Regions from separate parts of the Gasterosteus aculeatus genome. Here region 2 is linked to region 1. Evidence: chromatin contacts called from public Hi-C data. All regions are on one chromosome and are shown on one strand. Each heading gives the region's core, a stretch centred on a gene start, on an enhancer-like site or on the middle of the called end of the contact. The rest is flanking DNA. Distances are from core to core; before and after follow the strand shown. Region 1 holds the start of farsb (phenylalanyl-tRNA synthetase subunit beta). Region 2 has its middle 26 kb from the start of pax3b.

Region 1 (5,186 bases), core at 1,999-4,498:
AACTGGGTAACATTAACTATTGGGCAATAGGAGAAAGAACAGGGCAGCTACAGGTGAGTGGTGAAAAGAACAACTTCAAAAAGGTGCTGGGCAGCTAACAATGCGAACAGTGCAAACTACAGGGAACGTGCAGATTAGGATTTATGGTCCGTTTGACTCAACATGGACCATAATGTACTAAATGAACATCATGCTGCAGGAAGAAGACTTCAACTATAGATTGAGACAATAAACTCATGTTTACTTTGTTTACTGAGGGAATAAATCAAGATTCTTCAAATTCAAAGCAGATTACTTTTGTTTCCCAAGAGCAGGATGGATGAAGCGGGATTAACTGGGTAATGTTGTGACGCGGTGCACGTAGTGGTGGGGTGAGCTGGTGTGTGTTTCTTTCTCTCTGCGTTTGCTTCCTCGAAGAGCTGCTGTAAATGGGCCCTTTTGTTCGCCGACGTCACCGAAGCTTTGGGCCCTGCAGCCTCGCAGAGGGTTCAACGCCGCCATTGTGTTGACTCCGTCGTCAACCAGTGTGTGTGTGTGTGTGTGTGGCATGGACGTATGTTTAGGGTGGAGGTGCGGCGCGGATTTGTACACATTAACTGTCGACTATTTGCCAAAATATGAAACATAGGGACGTAATCTAAGTGATTGCACAAGCAAACAAGGCGGCTTTCAATTCTGATTTCAGCGAGAGCGAAAACACGACGGGCGGATTAAGTGGGTCAGGCCGGATCGTCTTGTGTGCAAAACATAAACCGCTGGCAGACGTGACAAACTATTTCCTTCTTCGTGCCTTTCTGAGAAAACAAGGTTCCCCTAAATAACGGGGGATGAGTGTGACGGCGTGTGCGTCTAATCCAACCGGACCATTCCTTACAGGACAATGGCGTCTGTGTCCGGACAGTTCGAGGCGGCGGCGTTCAGTAATCTTTGTCTCGGCCCACTTCCAGTCAGCTGTGTTTTAAAAAAAAAGTTATTTTAGACGAGGGAACGCAGGAGAGTGATTAGTTAGTGACGACTGTGGTGACAGAGATTTAAATTCTGGCCTTTGGTTGTAACAAGTGTGTAATTATTTCTATAAATATGTCTCTGTAAAGTGTAAAGAGAGTTTTGCTGCCGTTTAAAACAGCAAATATGCTCATTGCAATGAGTATAGCTTGTGAAATACAAAAAAGTATATTAATATTGTGAATACAAACATCAAATAATTTAGTTTTAGAATTTATGATTTAGAAGTCCTTATTCGTCATAATTAGAGAAACATAATACATGTAAATGTCTTCATAACAAACACATATTCTGTATTAAGAATATTAATAATAAAGATATAAAGTGAATGTAGATTTCTTTAGAATAAACAAATCATACCGTGTGTTTATAAGCCATCATAATTGAGACACGTGTAATACATTCAGTTGTCTTTATATTGCTGTCGGGGGTCAAACACGCCGCTGTGGCGACTCAACTTCCGGTTTGAAGTTTTCAAAACAAAACACTTGAAACGCCCGTTGCGACACTTCGGAGTGACGTTAATGATTAATTCCACACCGTGTATTAGGCGTCAGCCATACGAGGCGACCAACGCATTTCGTTATAAGACGTTTCACATGTCTGACGAAGGGGAAAAATGCATTATAACGGGGAAAAAATGTACTTTAAATGACACATTAACATAATATTCCATCTTGATTGTAAGCGTAATGTTCTCTCCTTTAACAATAACGGAGAAGGCATTCGCAACAGCATCCCACACATCTGGATACAAACACAAACGACAAAATAAAAAATAAAAACCTCACCACTCAGTTCATCCGGACAGAGTCGAGTCCCGACATCCAGCCGGCTCTCATCCGCGCGAGACCGGAAGTGAGTGACACGCTCGTCGTGATGCTGGCTGTCGCGTTGGGAGGGAGGGATGAGGGGGGGAATTTCCTGCGTCGTGATTGGACTAGTTGAGGTGGCGCGTGCTGGGGGCCGGGTCAGGATGGAGAGGAGGTGACTGCATGGGGGGGTTCAGAAGGAGCTCGGAGGCCACACGTGCACTTCTGCCTTCCATCCCGAGCCGGTGCCACATTAACTGGGGCACTTGTTGCTTTTTGTGGAGTCCCGGTTGCGGCACAGCAGTGGGATTGTGGTCTTAATTTATTAAATCCTGTGGCAACATAATGGGAAAAGGCAGAAAAAAAGCCCCTACTAAGCCCTAAACACATGCAGGGTCACTGGGGGGGCCTCCTCATATGCTGAGTTTTATCTGCTTTGGGGCTCCGAGTGAATCCCTCGCCTCACAAAACTGATGATAATGTCGATCTCATCTGCATCTGTTGGATGCTGTAATGTTATAAACCCGTAGCACTCTTTCCTTTTTGTCGTCATTGTTGTAGTGGCGATCCTTCATTATCAGGTGGTGGGATCTGATTACTAATAATAGAATGATGGTAAAGTATTCAATGTAAAACTGAGCCTAATCAGGAATGTCCAATTTGAGCACCACGTTTCCTTTGGCTTCTCTTCTAAATGTATTTACAAACTGTTCACAGCACGGAATGTCATGCGATCATGATAATCCTGCCACTCCTCATACACAGATGTTTGCTATTACATGCATGTGCAACAATCTGTTCTCATATAATAAATAACTGACACTTGACACGGCATCCTTATTTCAAGTGCATTCAGCCTCTGTTTCTCATTTCTAGCTTTCCTGCCTAAAATCCTTGAAATGCTGGACAACAGAGATCAATCTTTGATTTTCATTCTTCTTCCCCAGAAATATTCCACTAAGATTGCTCTCCATAGGCTCTTAAATGGTGATTGAATGCATCTTGTGGTTGGAGAACAACATAAGCAACTGTTATTCAGTATAAGTACTCTATGCGGTGGGAGAACAATGAACGCTAATGAAACTGGATGTTTAACTGGAAAGCATTTTGTAGTTTGATGTTGTTTACTTTATTAAAAAAATGTTTTAGTCGAATTTACTTCTCATTGAAAATAATCAATATCTATTATGACGAAAACATATATTTATACAGCTATATAAGATCAAAATGCAGCAACAAATAGATAAATATAGGTTTCATTAGTTAAATTAAATAAATATAGCAAATATTAAATAATAAATATTATACAGCTTTGTAGCTTACCTCTCTTTATAAACCATAGTTAGAAAATAAGTTAGGCTAATTAGTGATCGCACATAATATGTAATAAATTACAATTTCCCACGAATGGAACCATTGAATGTCCACAAAAGATGTGTTTGCAATTGAACTGGATTTCAGCCAGGCAGCGCGCCGGTCAGCTACAGCCGGCTGGAGGGGTCCTTAACCGAAGCGCTGTGGAGGACGAGCAGCCAACATGCCGACTGTTGGAGTGAAACGGGATCTTCTCTTCACAGCTTTGGGCAGAACATACAGTACGTGAGGTTGACAACGTATTCGAGTAGTGAACAAAAGGTCTGCCTGGTAAATGAAGGCCAACGTGTCTCTAAAAGACCGAGAGAGACAGAAAACTACCTGAAATCATTAGCATGGCGGCTAGCGAAGCAGCAGCAGCTGCGCGCTGACGTTAATCTTCACCACGTGAAGTTATCTTTACTAAAGCGTTCAAAGGGGATTTCCCGTTGATACAGTTTCTTCCAAATATTCATTTTAATACTGACATAATCCTGCAGATAAGGGCATCAGTGTGAAGGTGGTATTCCCCAGAGCTCTGACGTCGCTGTTGGACGTCAACGTCATTGCGTCATGTAGTTATTGAGTTAAATGTGAGCAGGCAGCCGGTGAGGACTTAACATTCATACAGCTGTTTATCAGGGAGTAAATGGTTATTTCTTCTTTCAGCTGATGAGGAGTTTGACGAGCTGTGCTTTGAGTATGGGTTGGAGCTGGATGAAATTGTGAGTAAACAATGTTAAAAAGCAGATCAAACCGCACACACACACAACACAAATAAAACCGATCGTTTGCAGTGATCCGTCATCTTTTGCTCAGCGACATCTCCTGATCTGTGACGTGTAACCACTTGACTCTGTTCTGACTCCAGACCTCGGAGAAGGAGATAATCAGCCGGGAGCAAGGCGGCTCCAAGGCCTCGGGGGCGTCTGACGTCATCCTGTACAAGATTGACGTACCAGCTAACCGCTATGACCTGCTGTGTCTGGAGGGGCTGGTCCGTGGCCTGCAGGTCTTCATGAACAAGTGGGTGGTTTTCATACTGCTGTGGGTGACCGTGTGTTTGAGGTTCCTGCATCAACAATAAGATTGCCCCTTTCCAGTTAGTTATTTTTAATGCACGCTAAACCCCTGCAAGATGGGATGAAGTCAGGCAGGTGACCCTTTGTGCTTGAACCCCGTCTCCTCCAGGGAATGCCGTTTTAGTCAAAATTAAATAAATTAATAAATACATGAAATATGCATTTTAATACATCATGAAATAAATGAATTGGGCAATAAATACATACATATTAAATACGTTTAATCATTTTATGGTACTTTTATTTCATAATGCCACTTTTCATTTCATGGTACGTTTATTTCATAATGCCACTTTTCATTTCATGGTACTTTTATTTCATAATGCCACTTTTCATTTCATGGTACTTTTATTTCATAATGCCACTTTTCGTTTCCAGAGACTTTTATTTCATAATGCCGTTTTACATTTCACATTTTTAGAAGCAAATCAGGGGGCGTGGCTACATCTAACATTCAGAACAGACAACAGAGCCGTGTGCAAAAGAAGGCTGGCTAAGGGACTTGAGATTAGCGCTGGTACTGGACGCCCGCCTCTGGATATTCCTGGATATTGGATTTCTCGGGTTGATAGACCGGACAACACAAAGTTAGCCAGCTTGTCCCCAGGAATATCCAGAGGCGGGCGTCCAGCACCTGTGCTTGTAGTACCAGCGCTAATGTTGACTTCATCAACTTGGACCTCTTCCACACGCACGCGGTGCTCAATCAGTCTTAAACAATTTAAAACTTCGTCGTCTATGTATACATCTTGAAGAGCACTTATCCGCTCCCTAGTATTTCCAAAAAAAAACCAATGTGTCAAAATCGTATCTGCAGAAAACCCATGTTGATCGATTTGATCTGCTAATGCTAGCATGCTACCTCGGAGCCCACCGATGTCTTCCATTATGTCAACACTCCCGTCCCTCACGTTGTCTGTTCTGAAGGCAGCCT
Region 2 (5,186 bases), core at 836-3,335, 51 kb after region 1:
GTTAGAACAGACTTGCTGGCAGGCGATATTTTCTTTCTAATCTTTCCCGACAGTCATCTGGACCGACGGAGAGACATCTGTGGGCTCATGTGGACTTTTCTTTTAACCCGCGGCTTCTCCTGTTAGACTTTTCACTTTGCTTGATGGGAAAATGTGAAACAAATGATGACTGTTTTTATACTCCGTTTGGAAGCAAGTTGGACTTTTCTTTTAGTTGGACGTGGAGCAACAAAAGTGTCTTGTTCACAGGAAGTGATGCATTTTATGTTCGGAATGTGTTGGTATTTCATGGACAGCTTTGTTGCTGGGTGGAAGTACAAAGTACAGTAAATAACCCTAAAACCATTTGTTACGTGGATGGAGTCATTGAGAACACGGAGTAATTCGGTTAGACAAGTAGTAATATTTTCTGCTGTTTTTTCTGAAGATTACCAAATAGTTTACACGTCACGCTAACGGGAAACTGACAAACTCATCAAACATTTTTCCCCCTAAACTTACATTTTTGTAATAAATGTTACAGTCTGCTAGTTTGAATATATCAAAAGATGAGTTTAATCAAAACATGCTGGAATTTTTTCGGTAAAAAATAATAAACTTTTTCAGCAGTTTCACCACCAAAATGATGTTGAATCTACAGTAACTCCACCTTAACGCAGACGTACAGTAACTCATTGTAGTGTCGGAGATAAGCAAAACAGAAAAAAACAACCCACGCACAACGTATCGTCCCATCGGGGCGCGGCTCGTTTCAGGGGATGTTTGTAATCTCTGAGAAAAAGCAGAGCGAGCGAGGAAAGGACAACGCTGGCTTTGCGCAGCCAAGAACAAGCAGGGATTTCGTTGAGCAGATTGACAGAAGCAAATGTAAATCACGGCCGACGTTTCACGGGTGGGGAACTGCCCATAATCAGAGAAATACAGCGTCCCGGCGGAGCTGGCCTGTCGGATGGGAGAGCGGTGGGAGGCGGGAGGAGGAGTGTTTTTTTCTTTTTTTCGGAGAGGTATGTGATGTAAAGCGGTGGAAGCGGGACGGCAGCTGAAGCTGTCCAGCGCCCATGAATCAGGCTGAGGCACCGTGAAGCAGCGGCCCTCATAGGAGCCAGATGGGCCCTCGGCTCAACACTGGCAGGGATGAAGGAACACACACACACATACACACACACACGCTTGTGTGCACTGCAGATACAAACCTGAGAATGTGAGCAAAAGCAACACGCACATTTAATATAAAACAGCTTGGATTTGGAAGCGTGGAGTGCGCATAAACTACGCAAACTGACAGGAACAATTACAAACGGGGCTGAAGGCGACTCTTTGCTGTCCTGCTCCTAAATGGTGGAACGAGCTCTCTGATGACATCAGGACCGGCGAGAACCTTCACATCTTCAGACTACAGACCCACCTCTCCAGACTCCACCGCCACTAAAACACTAACAAACTGTAGCACTTAAATAGTACTTGTAATGTCTCTTATCTGTAACAAGTTGTAGATCGGCCTGTTTGATGAAATTGCACTTTCTTGTTTCTTGCTCTTCTGGGTTTGTCTCTTTATGGTTGAAATGCACTTATTGTCGCTTTGGATAAAAACATCAGCTAAATGACCTGTGATGTAATGTGATGTAAAAGGCGCACATGTGGCATTAATAAGTTACGGCGTGATCAAAAATGTTGGTTAAATAATTTAGAGTTTGATATAAAGCTTTGGACTTTATACTTACATTTATTACTCACAACTTTTTTTCCTTTCTTTGCTCTCGGTAACATTTAATCCTAAATGTTGCACACATGATTTCTCCATTAATCAACGCCGATATTGCAATGAGAGGTGTGACCAGGCCTGTGTGGCTAGCTTGTGCACCAGTTTGTTCAGCGAGTCAGCAATCTATTTATTAATACATAATGTCAAATATTCAACAATAACAAACACCTCTAGAGTTTCACTTTGCGCTGAGTTTAAACACTTTTAGTGCATTAGAAAAAGCACAGAAACGACACTCAGAACATCATATATATATATGAAAGTTGAAAGTTGGTTCACACGAGACCAGAAAGAAGAGGCGACATCAGCAAAGACAAAAGGAGGTGCAACCGACCCGCGGCCCTGTGATCGTCCGAGCAGGTCAGCGCTTCAATGGGGCTTGAAAAGTGTGTGTTTGCCGCGATGAATGGTTTCCCAAAGCCCATCATCCCTGTCTGCTCCACTTAAGTTAGACAGACTGTGACTGATTTCCAACCCGCGGTAAACCCGCGTGATCCCAGTTTACGGGCCACAAAAAGGGGAAGACGAGCCGAGGAGGCCGCGGCGCGTCTTTTTATGGACTCGGGGTGATTGTGGAGCTTCGCGTCTCCAGGACAAAGGCGCGTGGTGTCGGCTGTTTGTCTACACGCATTTATAGGTTTCCTCACAATTAACGCCAACAAAAAGAAGCTCCGTGACTCTCTTTTGCTCAGTCAGCTCGGATGTTGTTAACCAGCGATAATAATTTAAACTGAATATTTTTTCAAATGACCGCGTGCGTAAAATATGCAATAAACACACCTGGCTTTGTGACCATGTTCGTAAACGCTGGCGCTGATTATCATCTGTCACATTCAACGGGGCACGAGTTGATATAAACAATAAATCCAATCCAAGAGGAAAGTAAAGCAGACGCCGATGATTATAACCAGAAAGAAAAATGAAACCTTTCGGGGGGGAAGAAGCTGAGTGACATCGATCAGCTGCTCAGCCTCCAACACGTCAAACTGAATTAAAGTCTGCAAACTAATTAAAATTCCACTTCTCCGAGGAGGGATTCGTGTTCTTCTCAAGTCGTGCCTATAACTTCAGCCCAGACAACACAGATGTTTTGACAAACTGCAAACACGTCGTTGTGATTTCTCCTTCAGTTCAATGGAAACGCTGATTTCATTCAGCTTAATACACAGAAGTATTCGAGTCACTGACGTCCACTCGATGCGCATCCAAGTGTAGCGGCCGACTTCAGCCCGTTACGCTCAAATTCCAACGGGATTTCCACCCGGCGCCGCCTTCAGGGACCGTCGGAAACAATGCAGTCACATGTTCGGCTGACGCAGCTGACCCGAACGCAGTTAACTACAATACTGAAAAAGAGTTTTTTAACTTATTTTCCCCCTTTCTGTCTCTTTTTGAGTAAATTTCTATTTTCTTCTTATGTGTAATGAATGTTCGTCATATACATATTTAGGAGCTTAATGCAGGTTTACCCGAATGCGTTTTACTTTTGAATGATAAATAAATAAAATTCATTTGATATTTTTTAAACTAATTTAAATTTAGATGGTAAAATACCAGCAATTATTTAAAGCACCCAAATGTGCAGCGTCCTGCATCGATGGCTTGGGGATAGAAAGGGACATCTCCTGCAGAACACAGACCTCTGCTGGAGACTCGCTGCAAACAACGTTCTGCTTCACTTTAACTCCCCCAACATCACGTTCACCCACCGGAGAGGTTCCATGCGACGAGATCCTCAAACTGCATTGGATTCTCCAAAAACAGAACAATCAACTTTGGAATCCATATTTAGCTGAGTTGCAGAGACCCACAATGCCTATAAGTCAGTTAGTTAGAAGTTAATAAGCTATAGGGGTCACCTTGTGTATTTTGTCCATAAGGACATTTAAAGAACAAAGGGTCAGAGTTCACAGAGACGTCCTGACTTTTAGTCCCTGCAGTGACGGACACACAGGCTCAAGGACCCTCCAATGAGGCCTTCACCTGCAACGAAACATACCACCTGTAACCAGAACCTGCTCAGTAGTCCACCATGGGGACATGTTCACGGATCCTCCCCGTCCCCCGCAGCAGGGACGTGTCTACGCAACCGCCCCACCAGGTGGCAGCAGCGACCTGCGACGTCGTGAATATGGCCGCACAAAGTGAGTCGTCAGGAGTCCATCTTGGTTTCTTACTCCCCCTCCTCACTCCTAAAGTCGCACACACACACACACACTTTTCTGCTGTCGAGCCGCATGCGTGTGCGTGTGTGTGTGTGTGTCGCCTCCTGGCCGCTGCCACCCTGCCCAGACTACTGATGCGCTACCCGCTTCTCATTAGAACGTCCCGTTTGAGTCCGGCCATCTGCACCAGCTGGTTGTCGAACCCTCTGCCAACCGTTTGATGTCGGCGAGGAGCTCAGCGACGGTGCCCCCGGCGCCAGACTTAAAAAGAGCCTCTTTTGCTTTGTAGTTGTCTTCTTCTTAAAGCCTGACGTTTCCATCCAGGCCCGGCAGGCTTAAAGGGGAACGCAGGTGGGATCGGATGGCGTCAGGCAAAGGTGCATCACCACGGTCGGCACAGATAGGAGGCGCCTAAGATGTGCTGGATTTTGTCTTGGCAGATGCTGAAAGAGAAGGTGGTGGACGTAGTGGTAAACAGAGAGGAGCTGGAACTACACCGAATGGATGAAATCAACAAGTCGATAACTTGCCAACATCTCCCATATCAAAGTGTTTGACCTGGATTTGCCTAATTGTCATAAATGCAATATTAAATACTGCAACAAAAACATGTTATCCCAAGAAAATGCAGGTAAAATTAATGCAATTTACCAATATTGAGCTCTATATGTATGTTGCGATGTGCTAACGTGTGGGTTTCTGTAAAATGGTACAAATACATCTAAATATAAGCGGCTAATAATGCGAGGCAAAGGAAAAAGCAGCATCCAGAACTGGAAATTAAAACCGTGCCAAGACTAATGAAACTCGCTGAAATCAGTTAGGATGCCATGACATGAAAGAAAAAACCTTTGGTAACTTACTTTAAAACAGCAGAATGCGTGTACAATCTTTCTTTAAGGGCCCACAGGAGCCTGCGATGTTGGAAGAGGAAATTGAGGCTTTGCAAACTATTTCCATATTGGCAGCGTCCACTTACGGTCTCTCCTTTTCCTCCCGACCGGCAGTCACAAAAATGTCACGCAACTGTTGGTTTGAGGAGAGTCACTCGCCGCATCGCAGTTGTGGAGAGAAGCACAGAAATGAATGGATTAATTTTATTTACAGGTTCAAAGGGTTAATTATTATACATTTGACGTGTAAAAAAAATAGTCACACACACGTTAAGTTTCAATTTGGTATATTTAACTGACGATTTGTCTGACATTGTGCGTTCAAGATCCGTCGGAGACGTAAAAAACGGATATTGTCTATTTTCA

Evidence for each region. Hi-C and Micro-C count contacts between places; a contact is called where the count stands out from the background.
Region 2: a contact with region 1 is called in a Hi-C map of whole body, with 2.6 times the contacts expected there. The contact joins the enhancer-like site here to the promoter of farsb in region 1. A contact is called at or near these places in 3 of 6 Hi-C or Micro-C datasets (skeletal muscle and whole body).

The regions. Positions count from the first base shown.
Region 1 is chr1:2,091,392-2,096,577 of fGasAcu3.hap1.1, forward strand. farsb (phenylalanyl-tRNA synthetase subunit beta) reads left to right here and starts at 3,249. Exons shown (of 18, transcript XM_078107137.1): 1 at 3,249-3,412; 2 at 3,840-3,895; 3 at 4,042-4,196. The coding sequence starts at 3,355. It overlaps acsl3a (acyl-CoA synthetase long chain family member 3a), which reads right to left and starts at 2,067. Exons shown (of 15, transcript XM_040180487.2): 1 at 1,797-2,067.
Region 2 is chr1:2,144,021-2,149,206 of fGasAcu3.hap1.1, forward strand. No RefSeq gene overlaps it. Among protein-coding and RNA genes, the nearest start is that of pax3b, 26 kb to the left of the region's middle. Within about 2 kb of position 2,086, at least 2 of the 9 cell types and tissues checked have open chromatin away from gene starts, as enhancers often do.